Regions from separate parts of the Sus scrofa genome. Here region 1 is linked to region 2. The links are chromatin contacts, called in public Hi-C maps. All regions are on one chromosome and are shown on one strand. Each heading gives the region's core, a stretch centred on a gene start, on an enhancer-like site or on the middle of the called end of the contact. The rest is flanking DNA. Distances are from core to core; before and after follow the strand shown.

Region 1 (4,834 bases), core at 364-2,863, 69 kb after region 2:
GAGACCTCAGGCCAGCCTGGCAAGGGGCAGAAAAGCAGGAGGAGGCCACCGGGTGGGTGAGGCCCCTGCCATTTCTCAGCCACCTGTTGGGGGCCAGTGGGGGGCGTGCACAGGCAGGAGATGCTGGAAGCCTGGCCCAGTCATGGTTTCAGCGTCAGAACAGGTCAAGTCCCTCCATTAGCTTTTGGTTCCAGCCTCCACGTGGTTCCACTGAGTGCCCAAGAATCCAGAGATCCTTCTGGACTCCCTTTGATAGTAGTATCTGTCCCTTTCCTGAGTGTCCCCCCACCCACCAGCCCCTGGCTCTCCCGGCAGGCTTCAGGGTGGTGGTCCCTGGGCCCACACGTCCTCATGTCCTGTCCATGCAGCGGCCACACCTGCCAATGATCACTTTTGTGACTATGCAACTGGAGTGAGAATACTAGCTGCAGATCACAAAAATGACGCTGGCAGCTGTGAGAGAGAGAGAGGAGGGAGGGGACAGAGAGGGGAGACAGGCAGAGGGAGGGGGAGACAGAGAGACAGGCATACATAGGCAGAGGTGGGAGAGAGGTGAAGAGACGGAGCGGGAGAAGGGACAGAGAGAGGCACAGAGAGAAGGACATGAGGTTGGAGGGTAAGAGGGAGACAGACTGTGAGACAGTGATGGAGAAAGACGTGCTGGAGAGGGAGGGTGGGGGAGAGAGAAGAGGGAAGGAAAGGAGGGAAAGAGAAGCAGAGGGAGAGATGGAAAGAGGCAAAGAGTCACAGAGGGATAAAGAAGCGGGACGGCGGGTGGAGCGAGGGACCGCAAGGGGGCAGCAGACACAGGGATCAGTGTTGGACACCTGGAAGGCAGGCTGGTCAGGAGGAAACAGGAGGGGCCAAGGGGACCGAGAGAAGGAGAGAGTTAGAAATAAGGTGAGCCCTTCTTGTGGGGAAGGGTCTTATGGAGAAAGAAGGCGGAGTTCCCGTCCTGGCGCAGCGGAAACGTATCCGACTAGGAACCATGAGGTTGCGGGTTCGATCCCTGGCCTTGCTCAGTGGGTTAAGGATCTGGTGTTGCCGTGAGCTGTGGTGTAGGTCGCAGATGCGGCTCGGATCTGGCGTTGCTGTGGCTGTGGTGTAGGCCGGCGGCTACAGCTGCGATTAGACCCCTAGCCTGAGAACATCCATATGCTGCAGGTGCTGCCCCAGAAAAGACAAAAAAAAAAAAAAAAAAAAAAAAAAAAAAAGGGGGGGGGAAGAGGGCAAGAGAGGGAGGAGACAGAGAGCTGGATCACAGCGGTGGTGGAGAAATGGGCACAGCGAGACAATCCGTCAGTCTTGGTTTGGGTGGGAGGTGTGGGGGGTCTGGAAGGGAGCTCCAGGAAGTCAGAGTCAGTTCTGGTTTGAGGGTGTCTAGAAGGGGGCGTTGGTGGACCAGATGCCAAGGCTTCAGGTCAGACTAAAGGGCCTGACTAACATACCTGGGGCCCGTGGAGGAGCTGAGGGGCTGGGAGATCGTGGGACTCCCGACACCTCCAAGCCTGTGAGCCTCTCTTCCCGCTCTTCGGAGCCTCCCTTGGGGCCACCCCACCGCCCAGGCGCTGGGGATGCTCACCTGCGGAAGTCCAGCAAGGGCCGGGTGGAGGCCGGGGTGCCCTCTGCCGGCCAGCTGAGGAAGTGGAACTGCGTGAGCGTGCGCGTCTCCTGGGTCTGCACGTTCTTCAGGTAGAAGCTCCGCACCAGGAAGTCTTCGCACCAGATGTGCTCCGACACTAGGTTCACCTGCCGAGGAGGGGGAGCAGGTCTGAGCGGGCAGGGCCTCTCAAATCCTCCCACATCCTCCCGGCCTCCCAGGCCAGTCAAATTCTACATCCTCCAGGAAGCTTACCTGACCTCCTGCCCCAATAGTCCCAGCTGTCCCCCCCAAACCCTAGCTGTCTGTGTCACTGGGCTACTGCTCAGGACAACTGGGAGCTTTTCTATCTAGACACAACTATTGTGAGCTTTTTGATATCAGAGTTTCTCCTTCCTCTTCCGAACAGAATCTAGCTAAATGTCTGTGCTACACACACGATACGTTTTGATAAAATTCTGTACTTTTGATTTTCTTTCTTTAACCATAAATGAGACTAATTTTTAAAAAATTAAAAGAGCAGGCGTTCCCGTCATGGTGCAGAGGAAACGGATCCGACTAGGAACCATGAGGTTGCGGGTTCGATCCCTGGCCTTGCTCAGTGGGTTAAGGATCTGGCATTGCCGTGAGCTGTGGTGTAAGTCACAGATGCAGCTCAGATGCAGTGGTGCTGTGGGTGTAGTGTAGGTCAGCAGCTGTAGCTCCGATTTGACCCCTAGCCTGGGAACCTCCACGTGCTGCAGGTGTGGCCCTAAAACAAACAAAGTAGTCATGAAATGAATGTCTGTGTGTACACGTGGGTTTATGTACAGGCATATTCACATGTGTGAATGGTGTACCATCCGCTCTCCCCTCTCCCATTGACTCCTTGTCTCGCTGACCTCATACACATGGTAGAGGGAAGAGCCTTCATCTGGCCAGTAGCGGTCGCACTGCTTGACGCCATCCTCCACCAGCGGGGTCAGCATGACAATGACGGTGCAGCCACTCTCCCACACCATCTAGGGACAGAGACCCAGGTAAGCTCCATTCTAACCTCCTTGGCTGCCCATAAGGGCCCCTGATCCTGGGAGAAGCCCTCCCTCCAACAGCTCACCTGCCAGAAGTCTGCGATGGTGTGCGACAGCGGGCCCTGGGTGGCTATGTAGGCTGGCATCCGAGGGTCATGCTCAATCTGGGGGCAGGAAAGATACATCCTGAGCCAGAATGGGAATTGCCACTGTGGAGAGACTTGGTCAGAGGGAGCAGGCCGGGGGTCTGGGGGGTGCCTGAGAACCCCAGTTTCCATGCTAGGATATCAGGCCCACAATTCCAGGGCCTCGGGTGGGGTGGTGGTGACCCTTAAGGACATGGAGTCTATGGGGCCCGGATGAAAGCGGGGAGGAGGTGGGGGCTGGAGCCAGGCCACTCACAATGGGGCTGGCGTTGATGTAATCGCTCCGAGAAGGGCTGCTCTCCACCTTCAGCTTGATGCGAGCGTGGTCATCTGCACAGACCCCGCATCCCACCCCAGAGGCCCCTCCAGTCATTGGGGTCCTGGCACCTCTGCCGCTCAGCCTGAGCCAGGAGCCCAGTCCCTCCCCCAAGCCCATCAGAGCTCCCAGCAGACAGAGAGCTGGGCTGGGTGGGCCAGCAGAACTCACTCACAGGGCAGGAAGTCAGGGTGGCGGTTCTTTTTGATGTTGCCCTCCCCCTGGGCGGTGGCACAGCTGTTGGGCTCCGCTTGGTAGGCACACAGGGCCTGCCACTCTTTGGCCAAGCGGTCCCGGTTCCGCAGATGGTCCTCCATGTATGCCTGCAGGAACACCACAGCCTGGCGCTGGCCCCCCCCGACCTGCCATGTCCCTCCTGCCCTCCTGTCCCCTCACCCCACGCCCACACCCTCTCCTGACCAGAATCATGTGTCCCGTGGAGATGTCCATGTTGGCCTGGGCGGGCTCCTCGCACCAGGACGGTGTGCTGCTGTGGGAGCTGGGGCTGGCCTGGGCCGCGTCGCTGAACTGCGAGGACACGCTGCTCACCCGAGAAGGCTCCGGTGGACCCTCTGCCCGGTTGAACAGGGACTTTGAGGCCATGTGCTGGCGGCACAGGTCCTGCAGAAGAAGGATCGGGCACGGCCCAAGGTCCCCTGAAGCCTTTTCAACAGAGTCCTGAGCTCAGTTCAACAGAGTCCCTGGACTTGTCCTTGATTGATTTTTTTTTTTTTTTTGCTTTTTAGGGCCACACCCACGGCATAAGGAAGTTCCCAGGCTAGTGGCCGAATCAGAGCTGCAGCTGCCAGCCTATATCACCACCACAGCAACCCCAGATGCAAGCCACATCTGTGACCTGTGCCGCAGCACACGGCAATGCTGGATCCTTAACCCACTGAGCGAGGCCAGGGACTGAACCCGAATCCTCGTGGATGCTAGTTGGGTTTGTTACTGCTGACCATAGCAGGAACTCCATCCTTGATTGATTCTGAATGGACCCATCTCCTCCAGGGTAGGGTCTTCTGCCCTGGCTCTCATCCTTTTCAGGGCTATACTGCTTGGGTGGTGCCTATGGCAACCTCAGGTATTACAGAGCAGAATCCTAGAACCCCAGAATTGTAGCCTGGGAGAGAATTTCAGGAACCATCTGGTCCCAATTTCCATTCATTCCAAATCACCCCCACAAGACCCCCAGAGGGGCTTCTCCAGCCTCTGCCTGGACATTCCCAGGGATGGGCGCTCATTCCCACCCAATTCCCCACCCTTATCCCATGTGAGACCACTCTCCCAAGCCTTTCCACTCACTCTCATCAACAAGCTCTTAGGGATGCACACCTGGTACTCGAAGGTAGTGTCACCATGGGCGCCCTCAGGTCCCAGGGCGGCCAGGCGCTCCTTGTCCCGCTGCCGGGCATGCTGCCGCACACAGAGAGCCACTGCCAGGGCCACGAGCAGCCCGGCCACACCCGCCAGGGCCACCAGAGTGAGCAGCACGGAGCGCATGGGAGAGGGGCTGTGGACCGGTCGGGGAAGGACGGCGGCCGCCTCCTCCCTCTGTGGGAACAAGGTTATAGAATCAAGAGGGGCAGTGGCAGTGGTGGCGGTGGGAGGCATGGATTTAGCAGCAGCTTCTCACTCCTGTCCCTCGCCATACTCCCTGCGAGGGTATCTCCTGGGGCAGAGCTGGGAGGCAGGGGCAAGGTGGTACGGGCAGAAGGACTCAGATAGACCCGAGACCCTCATTCTCAATCCTCACTGGACC
Region 2 (5,059 bases), core at 13-2,512:
AGAGTGGGGAGTGGGAATAGAAACAACCCCAACCCTCCCCTCCCCCCACCCCCACTAAGGGAGGCCAAGCACAGGACAGGGAGGCTGCAGTGGGAAAGAGGCACCCTTCCAGCCTAGGGCTGTGGGCACCTCCCCTGGCTCCACTGTACATGGCCACTCACTCAACTCTAGGATCCCAAGAAGTGGCTTAATGAACCTGTGGAAACTGAGTCTGTATAGGGCTGGACCCCTTGCCCCACCTCAGCCTCAGAAATTAGACAGATCTTTCAAGGTTCACAAAGCCCCAAAGCCAAAACCCAAGAAGAGAGTGTTTTTAAAAGAGGACCTTTATGTCAACTCCTGCCATTGCTTCCCCAGCACCAAAGACCCACTGGGCAAGCATTGCTCCCGGATGGGAAATCCTGACTGGGACAGTGTAGACCCAGATCCCGAGAGAACTGTGGGCTCCCTTGGTCTCTTGAGCCAGATGTGGTCTAGGTGCCACTCACCTAGTCAGTGCAGACCCTGAGGCCACCGAGAATGGCCCAGCCTGGCCCCCGTGGGATTCCCTGGGTTAGTGAGAACCTTGGGTCCAAAGAAGCTGACCAAGCCCTCAGGGAACTCACCACTTACTGGGTCAGTGTAGACCCAGGGCCCATTGAGCCCCTGCCAGTCGGGCCTGGGCTCAGGGGTTCCTGCGGACGTTGGAGGAATCGAGCCAGTCCGACAGCTAATTCCCCAGGTGGGCTGGGCTGTCTCCTGACACCCGGCTGCCACGACCCGAGCCCAGAGAGCCCCAGGATCGCCCGGCCCCAGGCCGAGGGCTCGGCTCCCAACAGCGGACAACCTCGCGCGCGGCCCCGCCGCTCGCGCGCGCCCTCCCCCCGCGCGCCCCCGCTATCAAAACATTCCGGCTGCGCGCCTCCGCCCCGCCCGCGGCGCCCCTTTCCCCGTTACCCGCCGCGAGCTCACTTAGGGCTCCACGGGCACCCCTGGCCAGGCCCGACCAAGACCGTGGGATTTCGGTAACCGGTCTCGCGTTTCACCTCCGGAACGGTGACCCGGGTGATTCCAGGGGCGCAGTCGGCTCCACTGGGCACGGCCGGGCCCGGAGCGCTAGGCCCCGGCGTCTGCCACTCACTGTCACCCGCAGGCAGCCTGACCAATGAACATGGGGGGTGGAGACACCACGGCCAATTGTCGGCATCTGGGGCGGGATTAAAGGCTAGAGGCGGGCCTTGGACCATCTGGGGACCAATAGTGCGCCCTACACGGGGCGGAGCTCAGGTCTAGGCGGTACCGTGTGTCCTCTCTGCTGCTCCGTAGTGACGAGATTGTTGTGGTGTTGCAGAAATCCGGGTTTCGAACTGTAGACGTCCATGCGGCTCGGCTCCCGGGGACCTTTGCTGCAGCTTCTGAGGTCTGAGACGAGTCCACGCGGTTTAGTCATTGCTGAAGCTCATGGCACGGGTAACGAGGAGCGGTTAGTTAAGGAACCTCAGTGATTTTAATTAACTCTGTTGGTTGCTCCCATTTCACTCCTGTGTGTTCCGAGACTGGCGGTTTGAGAAAGCGGGCTAAGATCGCATATTAACCCCAGGGCCGACTCCAAGTTACACAGACAGGAGACGCGGCAGCAGGATCATGCTTTGGGGAGCTCTGTATCTTAAGCGCCTTTCTGCTCCAGGAGCTGCTTCTAAGTAATCTCTGCTCAGCCATGTCGCCGGCTCCAGCTGCAGCTCAGGCTTCTGTGTCGATCTCCCTTTTTGACCTCAGCGCGGATGCTCCAGTCCTTCAGGGCCTGCGCCTGGTGAGCCACGCTCCTGGGAGGTTCTGGCCCAGACTCTGCGGACTTCCTGTCCAGGTATCTGGAAAGTGTTGGGGTGGACCCAGGAGGGACGTGATTGTGCTCTTTGGAGCTTATTGCTTCTCCAGGGAACACATTCTTATCGGCGTTTCCCAGCTTAGGAGCCCTTGTTGACATCTTCTGGATAAATTTATCAATTCTCAACTGCAGAATGCTTGCTTTTTACTTTCTTTTTTTGTCTTTTGAGGGCCACACCTGTGGCATATGGAGGTTCCCGGGCTAGGGGTCCAATCGGAGTTGTTGCTGCCAGCCTACGACAGAGCCACAGCAATGCCAGGTCGGAACCTCGTCTGTGACCTACCTACACCACAGCTCACGGCAACGCGGGATCCTTAACCCACTGAGCGAGGCCAGGGATGGAACCAGAAACCTCATGGTTCCTAGTCGGATTCCTTTCCACTGAGCCACCACGGGAACTCCTGCTTTTGACTTTTCCTTTTAAGCCGAAGTTCGTATATATGCTTTTTAACTATTATGAATTTAAAGCAATATTTGTACATGTAAAATTAAAGTCTATTTTCTGGTCAAAAAAAAAAAAATCAATCTCTGGAGTTCCAGCACAGGCTCCTGAATTGTCTCCAAACAAATCTCTTGCCATTTCTTTTCCTTTTTTTTTTGTCTTTTTGTCATTTTCTTGGGCCGCTCTGGCGGCATATGGAGGTTCCCAGACTAGGGGTCGAATCGGAGCTGTAGCCACCAGCCTACGCCAGAGCCACAGCAACGCGGTATCTGAACCGCGTCTGCAACCTACACCACAGCTCACAGCAATGCCGGATCGTTAACCCACTGAGCAAGGGCAGGGACCGAACCCGCAACCTCATGGTTCCTAGTCGGGTTCATTAACCACTGTGCCACGACGGGAACTCCTCTTGCCATTTCTTATGCCTCATCACATTAACCCCACTGCCTGCAAAAACACTTCAAAATTCCTAGATATGGTTTCTTTTAATTTGTAAAAGTTTTTTATTTTTATTTTTATTTTTTTTAAGGCTGTGCCTGCAGCATATGGAAGTTCCCAGGCTGCGGTTTGAATTGGAGCCCTAGCTGCCAGCCTACACCACAGCCACAGCTACCCCAGATCTTAGCCATGTCTGTGACCTACACCGCAGCTCATGGTAATGCTGGATCCTTAATCCACTGGGCAGGGACATGGGTCGAACCTGCGTCTTCATGGATACTACTCGGGTTTGTTACCACTGAGCCAAAATGGAAACTCCTAGATATAGTTTCAAAATTCCTGATATAGTCCAAATTTAACTGTATTCCAATCAGTCATTCCTTCTTGCTGAATATAAAACACTTAGTCTTGGTTTTGTACAAGTTTAGTTTGTTTTTCTTGAACCTTTTAAAAATTTTATTTACTTATTTATTTTGCTTTTTAGGGCCACACCTGCAGCATATGAAAGTTCCCAGGTTAGGGGTCAAATTGGAGCTGCAGCTGTTAGCCTTCACTGAAGTCATAACAACATGGGATCTGAGCCATATCTTTGACCTATATCACAGCTCATAGCAATGCCAGATTCTTAATCCACTGAGCGAGGCCTGGGATGGAGCCTGCATCTTCATGGATACTAGTCGGGTTTGCAACCAGCTGAGCCACAATGGGAACTCCCTCTTGTATCTTTTTTTAAACAAACTGCACACTGTAATTAGAAATATAAACTTAAAAAAACTGGCATTTGGGAAGTGGTTTTTGCACAGTTAAAAATAATTTTAACCTTACCAGAAATTATTTTCTGGATTCATCTAAACAACCTCTTTGGTTAATTTACATACAATATTTGATTTATATTCATTTTACATTCACCGGAAGCATATTTGCTACATGTGATTGCTATGCCATGATCACTAGACTGTATATTCCTTGAAGGCAGGGATATGCTATTTCTTTTGTATCCTCCTCTAGTTTGTGTATCAGACAGTGACTGTAATCCCAGGCGCTGTGAATTTAGACTCTTTCTACCTCTGTTTACCCTCCCCTTGTTTAGGTTCAGGGGAGAAAAAAAGCCCAGAAAGAAAACCACTCCAGTGTCCTCTGGATACTTCAGAGAAGTTGTGTTGTTCAACCTGTGACCAGACCTTCCAGAACCACCAGGAGCAGGTAAAAGGCCAGATGGAGAGCTAAATGGTGGCAGTAGACCTGTAACGGTGGGTGAAAAGATGTAGACATTTGATTTGGCTTTAATAAAGGTCCATGTTCTGAAAGGCAGTTAGTGTTTTCCAGTCATACTTTCTGGAGTTCTATTACAGGTCTTAGGTACCATGAAAGGCCAAGCTGGGGAGTTCCCTGGTAGCTCAATGGATTAAGGATCCAGCATTGTCCCTGCTATGACTCAGGTTGCTGCTGTGGTATGGGTTTGAGCCCTGGCTCAGGAACTTCTGCATGCCACAGGTGTGGCCAAAAAAAAAAAAAAAAAGCCGAGCCAGGGCATACTTCCACATTGTGCTTCCCTTTTTTGCTTTCTACTATTCTTTTTTTTCTTTTTATGGCTGCACCTGTGGGATATGGAAGTTCCCAGGCTAGGGGTCGAATCAGAACTGCAGCTGCTGGTCTAGGCCACAGCCACAGCCACACCAGATCCCAGCCACATGTGTGACCCAGGCTGCAGCTCGTAGCAATGCAGGATCCTTAACCCACTGAGAGAGGCCAGAGATCAAACCCGCATCCTCTTGGATACTGTGTTAAGTTCTTAACCTGCTGAGCCACAATGGGAATCCCCTTTTTTTTGCCTTCTGCTAGAGGGAGCATTATAAGCTTGACTGGCACCGGTTTAACCTAAAGCAGCGTCTTAAGGATAAGCCTCTCCTGTCTGCCTTGGAATTTGAACAGCACAGCTCCACAGGTGATGACTGGTGGGGGACCTGTGTGGAAATAGGAATGGGGGTGGAAGACCCTAGATTGGAGTTTGAGGAAAGGTCAAAGATGGGGCATCAGACTTGCATATCTCATGTTGTTCTCAGGAGATCTTTCCAGCATCTCAGGATCGGAAGACTCAGACTCAGCCAGCGAGGAGGATTTGCAGATACAGGATGAGGAGAGAGCTGAGGCTGAGAAGCCTAACCGACCCCGAGGCTTCCATCCCCATCGTGTTCTTTTCCAAAACGCCCAGGGCCAGTTTCTTGATGCCTATCGCTGTGTCCTAGGCCCCCGCCAGGCAAGTGCCAGCACGGGTTGTGTGGTCAACCCCAGCCTTCTGTACGCTCAACCTAGAT

What was found. Hi-C and Micro-C count contacts between places; a contact is called where the count stands out from the background.
Region 1: a Hi-C map of fetal liver shows a contact between it and region 2, with 1.7 times the contacts expected there. The contact joins the enhancer-like site here to the promoter of ANKZF1 in region 2. A contact is called at or near these places in 3 of 5 promoter capture datasets (fetal liver, fetal skeletal muscle and liver), 2 of 47 Hi-C or Micro-C datasets (fetal liver and liver) and 2 of 2 datasets of contacts at active chromatin or transcription factors (alveolar macrophages and skeletal muscle).

Annotation. Positions count from the first base shown.
Region 1 is chr15:121,333,373-121,338,206 of Sscrofa11.1, forward strand. It overlaps DNAJB2 (dnaJ homolog subfamily B member 2), which reads left to right. Exons shown (of 11, transcript XM_021074972.1): 11 at 2,498-2,555. The coding sequence ends at 2,540. It overlaps PTPRN (receptor-type tyrosine-protein phosphatase-like N), which reads right to left. Exons shown (of 24, transcript XM_003133669.4): 14 at 4,408-4,626; 15 at 3,493-3,693; 16 at 3,248-3,395; 17 at 3,013-3,086; 18 at 2,697-2,774; 19 at 2,482-2,601; 20 at 1,583-1,749. Among named protein-coding and RNA genes, the nearest start is that of PTPRN, 13 kb to the right of the region's middle. Within about 2 kb of position 1,614, at least 9 of the 83 cell types and tissues checked have an H3K27ac peak or open chromatin away from gene starts, as enhancers often do. A contact at or near this core is called in fetal liver, where this site is marked.
Region 2 is chr15:121,264,431-121,269,489 of Sscrofa11.1, forward strand. It overlaps ANKZF1 (ankyrin repeat and zinc finger domain-containing protein 1), which reads left to right and starts at 1,263. Exons shown (of 16, transcript XM_001925639.5): 1 at 1,263-1,399; 2 at 1,667-1,805; 3 at 1,808-1,843; 4 at 3,835-3,947; 5 at 4,587-4,689; 6 at 4,808-5,001. The coding sequence starts at 1,697. It also overlaps a transcript of ATG9A not described here.